Regions from separate parts of the Zea mays genome. Here all the other regions are linked to region 1. A link is a contact called in public Hi-C data. All regions are on one chromosome and are shown on one strand. The core of a region is the stretch at or near the end of the contact, and the rest is flanking DNA. Distances in the headings are between cores, read along the strand shown.

Region 1 (2,718 bases), core at 155-2,654:
CCGGGCCAAAGCACGCGGGCCACCGTATCTGCCCATACCCAACCCGGTAAACGGGCCGTGCCGGCCCGAGCTCGTAACCAACCGTGCCGGACCGGGTTTAGACCGGGCTAAATTCGTGCCGTGCCACGGGCCAAATAGGCGGCCCACACTGTTTGGACATCTATAGCTCCCGCCAGGCCCCGGCCAGAGGCCAGTACCCACATGTCGCCGACTGCCCACTAGCTAGTAGCAGCGTCTCTGTCTGTGTGCGCGCGCGCGTGTTTTCTTTTTGCTGTTCTGCTGGCGTTGCTGTCCTGGGCCCGGCGGGACAAGGACATGGAACGGACGCGAGCTCACCAGAACAGGTCGCGACTCGCGACTCGCGAGCGTGTGCCGCCCGGCCATATGGTGCGTGCGTCTACCTCCTCTCCCTGTCGAACAAAAGATGAGCTGTCTACTGGTTAGGCAAAAAAAAACCCAGGTAATAACATCTAATAGATAGTTAGCAACATATTACTTAGGCCATATTTCAACCTTCTAAAACTGATATTTAGCGACTAAAATTAGTTGAGAGGTTTAGAACGAGTTAGCTAATAAACCAGCTAATCGTCGCCTATATCTCTTAAATAGTTATTAATTGTTACCTGAAACCATATAACAACTTATTAGCCGACTAATAATTAACTATAGGAATGGAACCAGATCTTAAGCATGTTTGAGAACCTATGATAATTGATAGCCGCTAAAATTAGCTTAGAGGTTTATAACGTGTCAGACAATAGACCAACTAATTGTTACTTATACCTCTTAACTTAAATAGCTATTAGTTGTTACCTGCTCCAACTCAGCTAAAAGCATATAACAACTTATTAGCTGATTAATAATTAGCTCTAGGATTAGAACCAGGTCTTAAGCCTGTTTGAGAACTAACCTATGATAATTGTTAGCAGCTAAAATTAACTTAGAGGTTTATAACGTGCCAGACATTAGACTAACTAATTATTAGTTATACCTCTTAAATAGCTATTAGTTGTTACCTGCTCCAACTCACCTAAAATCATATAACAACTTATTAGCTGACTAATAATCAGCTCTAGAATTGGAACCATGCCTTAAGCCTGTTGGAACCTATAATAATTAAGGTTTTCAAACAGTCCAACTAATTGTTACATCATTAGTTAGGTTGAGACAACTCAAATTAGCCAAAACTTGGAAAACAAAAAAACAAGCTTGGCTAATCACTAGTACTAATCTCATGACGCCACGTGTGGAAAACAAAAAACCTGAAACAGAAGAAAGAAATCCCCCTCCAATAATGTTCGCGTGGCCGCGCCGCCCCCTCCACCCACCCACCAAAACATAAAAAGTAAACGGGCACTAGAACCGGGACGGAGCGCAACGCAACAAGCAGCAGAGGGCCAGAGGCGAAGCAGAACAGCACCACCCGCCTTCGCCTCCACTCCCGCCCGGGAATCTTCTTCGTCCCTCCCTCACTCACGCCATTTCATTCCTTCCACAGTTCCGCCGCCACCGGCCACCACCAGCGCATATATAAAAGACCCAGCAGCGACTGCGCCACTCCGCCGCGCAGGCAGGCGGTCCCGTCCCACCACCCACCCCGCGACCGCGAGGCCGCGACCCCGCTGATGATGGCGCCGTCCCCCGTCACGTGCAGCCCCTCCGCGGCGCGGCACCGCCCGCTGCAGCTCCGCTCCCCCGCGCCGCGCGCTGCTGTCGTGGCGGCGCTGCCGCTGCGGAGGAGGGAGGCGCTGCCGCACGCGCTGTGGATCGCGGCGGACCCGTGGGCGTCGGCGCGCGCGTGGACGAGTCTGGGCCTGGGCACGGGCAGGAGGGACGCGGCGAGGTGCGCGGCGGCGGGGCAGGTCGCGGGGACTAGCAGCGCGGGCGTAGGGAGGAGCGCCGGGATGGAGGTGGTCGTCGCCGCGGCTGCGGTCGTCGCCATGGGCACGGGGAACCGTGTCCTCTACAAGCTCGCGCTCGTGCCGCTCCGGAAGTACCCGTTCTTCCTGGCGCAGTTCGCCACGTTTGGGTGCGTCCGTGCGCCTTCTCCTCCCTTCCTCCCTCCTCGCTTGCGCCCGCATTGATCGGTCGTCGTCGTAGTAGATGGCACACGCGATGCGCTGGTGGCTGTCGCTGTGCTCGACCGGATCGAGCAATGTCGCTTGGGCTTGGAAGCTTGAACAGTAGAGATTCGTCGTCTCCGTCAAGCCGTGCGCTGTCGTGGATGGTGAATCATTTCTGGCTGGGGTCCCACGTGTCTTGTGGAAAGAATAACTCGGCGAGTATTTTTTTTTGGGGGGGGGGGGGGGGGGGGGGGTTGTTGTTGCTAAATCTGGATGCCGTTGTGCGACTGCAAACTGTCGTGTTTTTTCCCCCTGGCGCCAGATAGAGATCATGAGAGCCGTCCTCTTTTCATGTCAAACGGGGTAAACAGGGAATATATATAGGCTACAGAAATAGCATTTTAATAAAAACTAGGGCTCGTTTGGTTAAAAGTGGATTGGAGGATTCAACCCCCCTCTAACCAAATAAGCTTTAGGCCTTGTTCGTTTGTACCGGATTGGTGGGTCGGAACGATTCCTAACCGAATTGTTTTTCTAGTTTATATAAACTTTGATTAGCTGGAACGATTCCAGGTGCAATCCGATAGAAACGAACAAGGCCTTACTGAGCTCTTGTTGTCATGCATCAATGATTAGCGAGTCAGTGAGTCAGGTA
Region 2 (2,718 bases), core at 74-2,573, 450 kb after region 1:
TAACATTCAACACCAAACAATAATTTTGTCACAATTCATCAATTTCATCATTCTAGCAACATCAAACAACAATTTCAGTATTCCAACAACATCAATTTATTGGACAATAATATAAACAATATTCATGGAAGAACAATATAATTTACCCATGGATAATGTATGGATACCCACATGACAGATACCCATCAGGTAATGGCTATGTATACTGCATATTCCACCATGCCCGTGAAAAATTTATCAGCGGATAACTTGTTATATCCATACCAGTATCCATGATAACAAATTCCACCGTGCCCGTGCCCAATAGATAATTACACGTAGTTATCTGCCCATACTCATACTCATTGCCATCCCTAACTTAAACTAGGGCCACATAGTTCTAAGGTTATAGGACCCAGTTGAAAATCGGTGTCAGGTCAAGTTGCACAGACAAAAGTTTATCTAACTGAATACAGCGCAATCAACAATTGCAGCAGACAGTGTACCTAGCGAGGTCGTCTTTCCCCCGCCATTCACTCCCACGATCATGATGACAGCCGGCTTCCTGGCAGAAGGACAGAGCGCAATGAGACCTCGCAAGTCGCAAACCTCAATCAACAAAAGATTCTCCTAGGCAGGAGGGAGCAGAACCTGAATCCGAGATTGAGCTCCGAGTTGCCGCCCTTGCTCGTCAGCAGTTCCAGGATGCACCTTTTCAGCGCGGCCTGCAATCGACCATCAACACTGTAAAATGTAAGCCGCTAAACGGCTAAACCAACGAAAAATGATCAGTGCAACTGAAACCAGCAGCCGAGACCGATCGAGTTAACCTTTATCTCGGCGCCAGACTTGAGCTTGCCGTCGCGGATCTCCTCGCGGAGCGTGTCGACGATCCGGAATGAGATTTTGGGCCCGAAGTCCGAGACCAGCAGCGCCTGTGTGACGGGGTGTGCATCGGCAAGGAGCATCATCAGAACCGAACAGATGGGGCAGGCAGCAGAGAGGGTCAGAGGGAGAACTGAGGCAGTAGTGGGTAGGAGCACCTCCTCGAGGTCGTCGAGGACGCGGTCGGTGTCGGCAAGGTTCCAGTAAGTAAGGAGCTCGTCGACGACAGAGAGGTTCTCGCGGGTCTTGGAGAAGCCGGAGAAGAGCTTCTCCACGTCGCTCTTGGCCTTCTCCTTTATGAGGCGACCGAGGCGAGTGAAGAAGCCCGCCTGGCCGGCCGCGGCCGAGCAGCGCAGGAGACCAGCGCGGTAGCCAGAGTGGGCGCGGGCGGAGGAGGCGGCACACCCGCCGGCGGGGGACAGGAACGGGAGGACGTGGGAGGGTGCCGCCATTCCGGGCGCTGCGGATACGAGAGCTGATGGGTGGATAGCACCGCGCTTGTGTTTCTTCTTCTCGGCAGGGAGGAAACAGGACCCGTTGCCCGTTCCGTTGGGCATGGGGGCCCAAAACGAACGGGGCTCCAATGTGGACTTGAGGCCTTGAGGGCTCAAAATGAACGGGACTCTAATTTTTTTGGATGTGGGGCCCACGAAGAGGCACACCGACACACCGTGACACAAACCGCGCATCAAATCTTTTTGCTTTGTTTGGGTTGTGTTACCAAAACGTGTATACGGTAGAGTGTAGTTTAAAATAAAGTGAGAGATTATTGGGGATATCTAAGGCTAACTCTAACAGTTCCCTTTTTAAAATATCCATATTCACACTTTTATTCATATTTTAATATCCCTTCTTTTCTCATTTCACTTCATCTTCAACCATTTTCTCTATTCAGTTTTCTATACAATATTTATAGTATCATAATACATTATTTATTTATTTATTTATTAAACATGAAACTGATTAATTTCACATTTAAAAACACTGATTAGTGAAAGGAAAGATCACTGCTCGAACGGGACGTGAAGCAAGCATGAGAGACATAAGGGGTGTAATCGAATCGAACCAGATACGTACGGATATTACTTGTTTTATATTTATTTTTATATTTTTTTTCGGGTATCCATAATATAAGTTATGTAGGATAAGATTTAAATATATATTGACATCTTAAATATCTAAATTTAAGAATTCAGATGCTGATTATCTGGACTCAGATATGGATTGAAACTTAGCCCTTTTAAATAGATCAAATTCGAATATGAACAAATAATATTTGTATCATTTAGACGTGTTCGGTATCATTTTATTCTTTATATAAAAATCACCAAAAATATATAATTAGTCAGACCAGTCCGGGCACGTGCCTAGGCTTCGCCCTTGTCGACCCAGCGAAGAGCAGGCCCACGACCAGCGCTCAGCTGCCCCAAACACTAGCACGCAGGCCGCCCCCGCAGGACGCAGCTCGGCAGCCGCAGCCGCTCGGCGTAGTCCCTGCTCCCGCAGCCCCGCACCGGCGTGCCCCCGCTCCCGCAGCCCCGCGCCGGCGCAGCGCCCCCGCAGGCTTGCGCTCGGTCGCTCCAGCGCGGGCACGGCTCCGCCGGCCGTCCGCCCGTGGCCCGCGCAACGGCCGCCCGGCAAGGCCAGGCGCTTAGTCTTGCAGGCCATCCGGAAGCCGCTCGGCCGCCCGCCCCTCGCCTCTCCTCTGCAGGCCTTGTCCCCCAATAGCTCGATCCAGGAGCAAAAGACCGAACCTGTGGAGGTGTGTGCCATTTTCCTATGAACTCTTTCAGGCATGTATGTGGCATATTTTAGTATTACTTAGTGTGTCTTGCACCTATAGTCAACTTGCTA
Region 3 (2,718 bases), core at 95-2,594, 380 kb before region 1:
CAGAAATGGAGTGGAATTATGTACTCCATAACAGCATATACTGTCAAGAATGTTGACGTGCTCCTCTGTTGATAAGGTTTTGCAAGAAAGGAATAAAGGAAAGCATACACATCATGGGAGACATGCCTTTGTTAAAGCCCAAATACCCCCGTTTTTTTTATTTCTTCAGGTAGTGTAGGTCATTTCACCATCACTGAGTCAGTGTGCCGACAATGTAATCTTGAGTTCCTGTTTGGCAGAGAATTACACAAACCTAACATCCTAATGATGTGATGCAATAATGCACCATGACAACCCATTGTGCACCTAATTTGGCAGTAATGCACATGGTGAGCTCGGTGAGCTGGGCCTGTGAGGTCTAAGGATGGTAATGGATCACGATCTAAACATTTCTTCACAATTTGATCGAGCTCTTAATTAATTTTAGTTAAAAATTGAATATAAATAGAGCCCATCTCAATTTTATCCTATCCTTGAATTTTATAGTGTACAATCTAGAGTCCATTGCCACCTATGTCTAATTGTATTTTAACTGAAGGTTAAAAATCAAATATTGAATTGTGTTGCACAATTTGTCTTCATGGCATCAATGCTGTTAATTGCTGAATGAATGAATGTAAGCGAAACGTCGTCTTAAAGTTTGCAGGAGAAGCCAGAAATACCCCCCGACCCCGAGCATTTTATCCATGTTAATCCCCTTGCAGTAGGTGCGTGCGGGCAGGAGATCTGAAACGAACGAGGAGCAAGGCAGGGAGGAGGGAGGGGGTGGCGAAGGACATACTGGCGATGGAGTAGTTGTACTCGGGCGCGCCGAAGAGGAAGCAGTCGGCCTGGCAGACCTTGGCGCGGAAGGCCTCGACGGCGGGCGGGAAGACGGTGCCGCTGCCGCTGCCGGTCTCAAGGTCGGTGTTGATGATGGGCAGGTCGGAGATGTCGAGCTCGTCGATGCGGAGCCCCGGGATGGAGTCCTCGCACACCTCCGCGGCTGCCGGAGTAGTTAGTTGTGCGAGGCAGCGAAGCCGTGAGTAAGCAGTGATAGGCACGCCAAGAGGAAGGAGGAGGGAGGCGAAGAGCAGGGGGATGGGGGGAGGGGCAGCGTACCGGCGCGGAGGAGGCCGCGGTTGAAGGAGGCCTTGCGGAGGGAGCCGCAGATGGCAGCCACGCGCAGGACGGGCCTCGCCGACGCCGCCGCGACTTCCATGCTTGGACCTGGACTTGGGGCGGAGCTGCGAGTCCGACTAGTCGGGTTGGGAGAGGGTTGGTCGCCGTGCTGGTGCTGGTGCAGGTGCACGACGCGGCGGGGAAGCCAATAAATACGCCAGGCCCGTGCGTCAGCCACTCAGCTCGGTCAGCCCGAGTCGAGTGCGCCACCGGCGATTCCACGATTCTTTGTGCAAATCATTGGGCTTTTCCGCTTTTGTGTAATTGTGTTTTTTTTTGTCACGGGAGTCCGGCGCGGCCGGCCGGCGGCGGCTACTAGGAGCCAGTGTTGGGCAGTTGGCAGCCGGCGGCTCATGAGTTGAGTTCATGACTCATCGTCGGCGGATGAGACCTCAGTTCAGCTGGATGGATCGGTTTGCTGGCCAGTTTTTGGAGACCGCCGCGAGCACCAAGCGCGGGCCGACACGGGAATTGAGAGAGAAAGAGCTGCTGGGTGGCCCAAAGGCCCCCAACCTGCAGCCCGTGAGCCCGTCTTTCTATGGGCCAGTCAGCACTTGATCGTCCAACAAGGTAGCACATGATATTTTAAATTTTAAAAGACGAACTACGAACGAACAGTTTTTTGTTTTCTTGTGATAAATCATTCGAAAATATGCTCGTTATCTAAAATAAAAGGTATACTTAAAATACACCAAATAGCTCCAATCACATCTTTAGTTATACCCACTAGTGACTAAGGCGCGCCTAGCGCGCGTCAATTTGTATAGTTTTATAGAAAAGGAGCAAGGGTATAATGATTTATGTTCAATTTTGACAACAGTTTGAACGGCTGATATTTACACATGTATTGCTTGAAACAATGGAATACTTTTACTAAGCAGTTAGTATGATCCAAAGGATAAGTATACATGTGTGTGTTGTACTTTACAAATCAACAGCGTATAGTCTTTCAGTCCTAATTAAGTGGGTCGCCATCCAAATTAGATACAAGCTATACTACCCTATCTGTTTCTAGCGATTAGTACCACAATTGAAGGGTGATTTATATGTATATTTAGTTACAAAAGGGTCGATCAAACTGATAACAAGAGTTGACCAAAAATGTAAAGAAGAGTTGAATCTCAATTAGTCTGATGTGATTCATATGTCTTGGGGGTCCTTTTGGTCTGTGGGATCATTGATTTTTTTAGGGGTCCTTGTTTGAGCCTGCTAAATAAAATGTAGAATATTAATAATCTTCCTGATCGTTATGTAATGGAGTACAAACATACGGCCTGTAAATGCATGAGTACGAACAGTAGACATTGATGATGGATACAAGATAACTACGTAGAAGGTTACCTTTTTTGAGGAGACTGAAGAGGAGCATTGACTTTTTTTTACCTTTATCAGTTTTCTGTAGTTGTTAAATTGGAATGAGTGAGTTGTACATAAATGCATTTAAATGTTTATCGAACTCACATGATAGTGGAAAACAAAAACTTAGATGCATTTAAGCTATAGAGGGTGGAAACTGTAGTTTTTCGGATAGTGAAGGAAATTATAGGGTATGGGAAA

What was found. A called contact is a pair of places that touch in the nucleus more often than the background predicts.
Region 2: a contact with region 1 is called in a Hi-C map of tassel, with 2.4 times the contacts expected there. The contact joins the promoter of LOC542753 here to the promoter of LOC100272467 in region 1. A contact is called at or near these places in 2 of 25 Hi-C or Micro-C datasets (ear and tassel).
Region 3: a contact with region 1 is called in a Hi-C map of leaf, with 7 times the contacts expected there. The contact joins the promoter of LOC100282318 here to the promoter of LOC100272467 in region 1. A contact is called at or near these places in 3 of 25 Hi-C or Micro-C datasets (ear, leaf and tassel).

What each region holds. Positions count from the first base shown.
Region 1 is chr3:149,666,306-149,669,023 of Zm-B73-REFERENCE-NAM-5.0, reverse strand. It overlaps LOC100272467, which reads left to right and starts at 1,404. Exons shown (of 10, transcript NM_001146939.1): 1 at 1,404-2,029. The coding sequence starts at 1,626.
Region 2 is chr3:149,214,771-149,217,488 of Zm-B73-REFERENCE-NAM-5.0, reverse strand. LOC542753 (chloroplast srp54 receptor 1) reads right to left here and starts at 1,323. Exons shown (of 11, transcript NM_001112262.1): 1 at 1,023-1,323; 2 at 810-914; 3 at 631-704; 4 at 486-544. The coding sequence starts at 1,316. It overlaps LOC100284661 (CFM6), which reads left to right and starts at 2,250. Exons shown (of 5, transcript NM_001157556.3): 1 at 2,250-2,626.
Region 3 is chr3:150,046,349-150,049,066 of Zm-B73-REFERENCE-NAM-5.0, reverse strand. It overlaps LOC100282318, which reads right to left and starts at 1,344. Exons shown (of 3, transcript NM_001155230.2): 1 at 1,102-1,344; 2 at 782-985. The coding sequence starts at 1,201.